2 separate regions of the Mus musculus genome follow, and region 1 is linked to region 2. The links are chromatin contacts, called in public Hi-C maps. All regions are on one chromosome and are shown on one strand. Each heading gives the region's core, a stretch centred on a gene start, on an enhancer-like site or on the middle of the called end of the contact. The rest is flanking DNA. Distances are from core to core; before and after follow the strand shown. Region 1 holds the start of Cep43 (centrosomal protein 43). Region 2 overlaps Gm1604a (predicted gene 1604A).

Region 1 (2,700 bases), core at 89-2,588, 290 kb before region 2:
GTGAAGGATCAGGTAAGAAAGCTAAAGGGGACCAGACGGGAGAACCCCAGACCCTGCTCAGTTACAACCCACCACTACGGAACTCACACAGTCACCTGGCTAAGTGACTTTTCTTTGGCAATGCTTATGCAGAAACAGGTTAAGAAAATAATTCACTGGATCAAATGATAATTACTGTTTAACTAGAAAGCAAAGAAACATGAGACTCCCAAGGGTGGACAATGGGACCCAGCCTGGCCAAGAACCAACCAGTAAGGATGAAGAGGAGAAAGTTAAGAGCAGGTAGGTTAAACAGGGCCACAGCCGTGGAAGGATGGAGGCAGATCTGTCACACAGTAAGACTTTGATTCTCCTGTGATTCTTACTGACAAGGAGTTACAGGACATTTACTCAGGATGGTTGCTGGGGCCTGGGGTAGGCAGAAAAGCCAAGTTATTAAACATTCAGGTCTCACTAGATTTCTTTTTTGGGGGGTGGGGGGATAAGATCAGAGATGTTTTTAAAGTAATGGTCAGATTTTTAACCAACCAATCAGAATTTGGGAAAAGGTTCCAGTGTGCATTCCTTACTGCCAAGACATTTGAAGTGTACTAGCTTATAAAAATTTCAAAGTAATACTTCCGGTAACTCAACGAACCGCTTTCACGTGACTCCTGCACCTGAGCCTTAGCTACTACTGTCTCCCGAAATTCCTGTGCTACTTTAAGGCCACTCTAAACGTGCAAAATGATTTAGAAAATGAGTATTGGTAAAAGCCCAATCCTTAGCCGTTCAGAAGCATCCCCGGTTAGTTACTGAACTATTTCAGGACGGCTTTTCATTTATTAGAAACCGGGCATTAAGAGGTACGGCATGAACAAGGTCTGGGGATCTCTTACCTCTACTTTTTCTTGTTCTTCTAGTGCTAAAAACACAGCCGCTCTGAGTTCAGCCTTCAAAAAAAAAAAAAAACCACAAGATTATAAGTCAGTTTCGCAACCTGAAAGAACGGGGGCAGACACGAGGGTGCCGGCCGCGCGGGCAGCGAGCGATGGAAGGCGACGGGCCTGTGCGCTCCACACCCGGCCCACGAACTCGGGCCAAGGCCCCACGGCCGCGTGGCCGCCTCGTGCCGGCGTCCCGCGCAGCCCCGAGCCCCGGCGGCCGCCCCGCCGCACCTTGATGCGGTTCAGCACGCCGCTGTTCTCCAGCGTCTGCACCAGCAGGTCGCGCAGCTCCGTGTCTTCCTCGGCCACCACCGCGGCGGTAGTCGCCGCCATCTTGCTTCTCCAAGACAACCACCCAAGCCGCGCTAACGGCCAACGGCCGCCGCGGAAGCCACCCGGCCCGCGAGCGCGCAGTCGCAGCCCCGCCCCTCACGCGGGGAAGAAGACCTACGGGGTGGGGCCTTCAGGCCGGTGTTTGGGTTTCATGACGCGAGGGGCGAGGTCTCAGCGTGTCGTTTATGGGCGGAGCCATGGACACGGGGCGGGGTCAGGCTCTGGTGACCGGGTCAGGCTCTGGTGACGCGCTCTGTGGCATATTAACAGAATTATATTAGAAATTTCACTAAATTGCACTTAATTTCCCCATTCCTGTGCGAGAGAAGAGTCCACTTTGGCTGAACTTACTGGCTCGACCCGCTTAGATGGCGGTGTCGGGGGGAGAGGCTCTGGGAGGGAGGGACAAGAGGAACTGCGGAGCGGAGACTCCAAGTGGGCGGAGTAAACTGCGGGGCGGGGCCTTCCAAGGGGTTGTTTCTAAGCGTGAGCAGCAAGTAGGCATTCTATTCTCGCCTCTGTGCGTGTATACTCGCTCAGCTTAAGCCGGTTTTGCTCGGCGGCGGGGTCTGCTGTCTCTGGAACCTTGCTCTTATTCTTTTGAAAGAGCAATCGGCCAGGAGAGGAAATTCCAGGCTGCCTCATACATGGGAAGCTTCAAACGTGTTGGCTTGGAACTTCACAAAGTTTCCCCATACCGGTCTGTAAAAGGGTTGTGGACTCATTTCCAACCACGCAAGTGGCCTGTGCAGTATGAATGCATATTCACGTAGGAATAAAGTTAAACGCTTTCTGTGCTGCTTTTTATGAGAGAAACTAGAAGAGTGGTTTTTTTGTTTGTTTTCCTACATCTTCCAAGAAAGGAACCATTGAGAGGTTAATTTTTAAGCCTGGCCTTAAGGAGAACAGTTAGGGGGTTAGAAGGGTCACACCGAACACTGAGGACATTGGTTAAGAGGGAGCAAAGAGTACTTCCCATGCTGGCAGTCTAATTACAATCGGGGCACAGGAAAGGAAATGGGTTTAATAGATCAGGAAAAACTAAGAGGAGTCCTTGTAGTGTGCAAACTTCAAGCTAGGGCCAGATGAAGGGGAGAGTGCTCCAGTAAAGGAAGAAACTCGTCTGTGTGCAGTGAAAGCAGCACTGGTGTAGTTGGCAGAAGGAACCAGGAATGGGGGTTGGGAGGCTGGTCCAATGCAGATGACACACTACTGTGGAGAATGACGGGCTTGAGGCATTAGCTGATCTGTAGATCGGATACTCAGAAAGGTCTGAAATGCATCTAATCAATACTTTCAAATTGAGTGGCTATCCTGTTCTAGACCCTTGAAGATTGAGAGGCTTGAAGATGTTGAAAACTATCTCCCACAGCCAGGCAGCCATCAGTCTGAAGCCTTGGAGTGAGCCCTTGAGTGAGGACGGGGAAACTGCAGCTGGAGG
Region 2 (2,700 bases), core at 55-2,554:
TGTTTTTCTTTGGTTTTTAATGGAATGTAGACACTTTCTGGTGTGTGCTCTCCAGGAAGGGTTCTGGGGCTCTGAATGTCACAACTTGTGACTTAACCAAAGGCAATACTTTCGAAACTTCTGCACATCGTCGGCATAAAACTGTGATAATGTTCACATCAAACCTTGAGGTAAACAGAGGCAGCAGGTAGCTGATCCAAGCCTTCTCCAGACAGGCTAACAATTGGAAAGATCCACCCGGGACTCTCTTACCTGTTTAATTAGTAAAGGTCGGCCTGAAAAGTTAAAGGACCAGCCTTAGCCTGTTGTGAAGTCTGAGCAAATGGCCCTCCGTGGTTTTCATCTACGGCTTCTTCAGCCATAGCCCAGAGCTGATGTTATCTGCAAGGTGGCCATAATTCATGACCTGCCTCCAGTAATGGTCCTCGTGGACCAGGATTTCACAGCTTCTGCTGTCCTCAAACCAGCTTCAATCAGTTTTTTTTTTTTACTCGTATCTGGTAGATATCGGCACGTCAGCAGACAGTGTGACTGTGAGCATGTATGCTTTGAGCACACGCCTCTATGCAATTTATGCGTGCACATGGGCATGTGTGTGTGAGTTCATGTCCACGTGTGTATGCATGCGTGCGTGCGTGCGTGCGTGCGTGTGTATGTGTGTGTGTGTGTGTGTGTGTTTGTAAGGAGGGGAAGCGGAGACAGTTACCCATTGTCTTGTTTTTTCAGAATCTCTTCCATCTTAAAGATGTCAAAACTCAGGCAAATCTTTTACATAGAAAAAAATGTTTTTTAGTCAAATTACCATTTCCTATTATTTAAAAGGCAAACACTAAGAATCCCTTCTATTGTGAGTTTTTGCGTTTGACCACCAGTGACAGCGTACCACTCACCTCTGTAACTTTGTTCTCTGGCCTTTCCACCCACTAGACACCTCCCACTGCCTCAGTGCCTAGCTCTGTAGATAAATGACACAGCCCAGAGGAAAGCCTGGGCGGGCTGCGACTGGGGGTTTCAGTGCTTGCTAAAGGTTACTGAGCCCCTGGGGAGAGAATGGGACAGATGTAGCCGGAGACAATGGGTTTGTGTCTTGGTGGGTGTAAAGTCCAAATAAGTAAGCCTGGGGGTGGGGGGGGGGCGGGTATTTCACTCAACAGGCAAGAGCAGGGCAGCTACTCCCAAAGCCACGCCCCCCCGGGGGGGGGTAAATCAGGGACTTTTATTCTGGGAGCCTTTCCGTATTCCTGTAGGGGTTGGTCTGTTCCTGGGCCTGCTCAGTTAAGGAGCACATTCTTGCGCATGCCCAGTTCAAGGTCGTGGTTTAAGTAGGCAGTGAGCACATTTTGGGGCGTGCTTAATCTGAGGTCACGGAGCACATTTAAGAAATTAAACTGATGGTCAGGAATGCTTCCTGGCCTGCTCAGCTTACATCGTAAAGTTTTAGTTGAAGACAGAGGAAAGGTGCCTATGGCCCATTCGTATAGGAGTTTGTTTGCCTTTAGTGGCTGAGTTTGGACTCAATCTGTTCTGTATTCAGGAATCTTCTCCCGGGGGAAGTGACCAGTTGTTTTCTTGTATCTGAGGTATAAATAAGTCCCCACTAGAGAGGAATACTTAGTCTTTTCCCTACTCCCCTCGGAGTCTGCCACGTCGCCTAAGCAACATTGCCAACCTACAAATGATTGGTTGATGCCTGAGGGGGCAGTGGAAATTGCTAGAAGTCTCCCCGTGTCCAAAAGCACACATAGGAATTTGAGCCCAGTGCTCTTGCCAATTGCTTATACAGAGCTAGTAAGCCAAATCTTCCCTCCTGTGCTAACGGTGTCACCTAAAATACCTCGTCCCGGACAGTGGTGGTGGTGGTACAAGCTCCAATCCAGCCCGTCCCAGCCTCCTGTGATTATAAAGACCACGAAAACATCCAGCTGATATGAGGGCTGCTGCTGCTACTGGCAAAATGGATGAATGTTTGCAGTTGGAGGTTATCAACCATACTGAGGGTGAAGGACAGAACACTTGTCAGATTCATATTCGTCTGACTCGAGAACATGTATACGTAGCAAACCACGCCCAGGAAAAGGCTTCCTCCCGTGAGCGCTTTGCTCTGCCAGGTGGACAGCGGGGAGGGTGCTAGCCTGCCTTCTTCCAGCCTCTCTCTTCTATTTTCCTTGCCCCCCCCCCCCAACCATCCCCTACCCCTTTCTCTTCATTCCTCTGAGATCTCAGCTGAGCCGTACACTCACAGGGGATTTACTTTTCTGACACACACAGAGACCTGAAGTGAGTGGTGTCACCAAAAGAATAAAGAAAACCCCAAACTTAGCGCCTCGTGTTAACCGCGTTTCACAACAAAGGCTGCCAGTGCCCTGGCTGACAGGGAAATTTTAAAAGTCATTGAAGTCGGAAATGTGTGACGTAGCCAATAGCAGCTGTGTGGAAACTGCTCTGCCCGTGGTCTTTCTACCAGTGACACGTTTCCACAGTGGGGCAGGCTGGGGGCTATCTCATTCTTTCAAGCTACGGAAAGTGGTTCGGTGTGTGGCCAGACCTGGTCTGTGGGAGCTTTGAGAAAGCACTGGAGAGGGAAAGGCAGAGTGTCAGAGGCGCCCGTGGAAGGGGTGCAGGGGAGCAGAGAGCCCAGGTAGGGCCTAAGCCACCGGGACTCCCCTCATCCCACTGTGGGGGTCTGGCATAAAGGAAGAT

The links. Hi-C and Micro-C count contacts between places; a contact is called where the count stands out from the background.
Region 1: a contact with region 2 is called in a Hi-C map of myocytes, with 5 times the contacts expected there. The contact joins the promoter of Cep43 here to the enhancer-like site in region 2. A contact is called at or near these places in 5 of 39 promoter capture datasets (the HPC-7 cell line, cranial neural crest, hematopoietic stem and progenitor cells and 2 more), 1 of 484 Hi-C or Micro-C datasets (myocytes) and 1 of 115 datasets of contacts at active chromatin or transcription factors (memory CD8 T cells).

Annotation. Positions count from the first base shown.
Region 1 is chr17:8,164,156-8,166,855 of GRCm38.p6, reverse strand. It overlaps Cep43 (centrosomal protein 43), which reads right to left and starts at 1,338. Exons shown (of 12, transcript NM_201230.5): 1 at 1,158-1,338; 2 at 879-932. The coding sequence starts at 1,259.
Region 2 is chr17:7,874,680-7,877,379 of GRCm38.p6, reverse strand. All of the region lies in intron 5 of Gm1604a (predicted gene 1604A), which reads left to right. Among named protein-coding and RNA genes, the nearest start is that of AU041480, 39 kb to the right of the region's middle. Within about 2 kb of position 1,304, at least 95 of the 459 cell types and tissues checked have an H3K27ac peak or open chromatin away from gene starts, as enhancers often do. A contact at or near this core is called in hematopoietic stem and progenitor cells, myocytes and neutrophils, where this site is marked.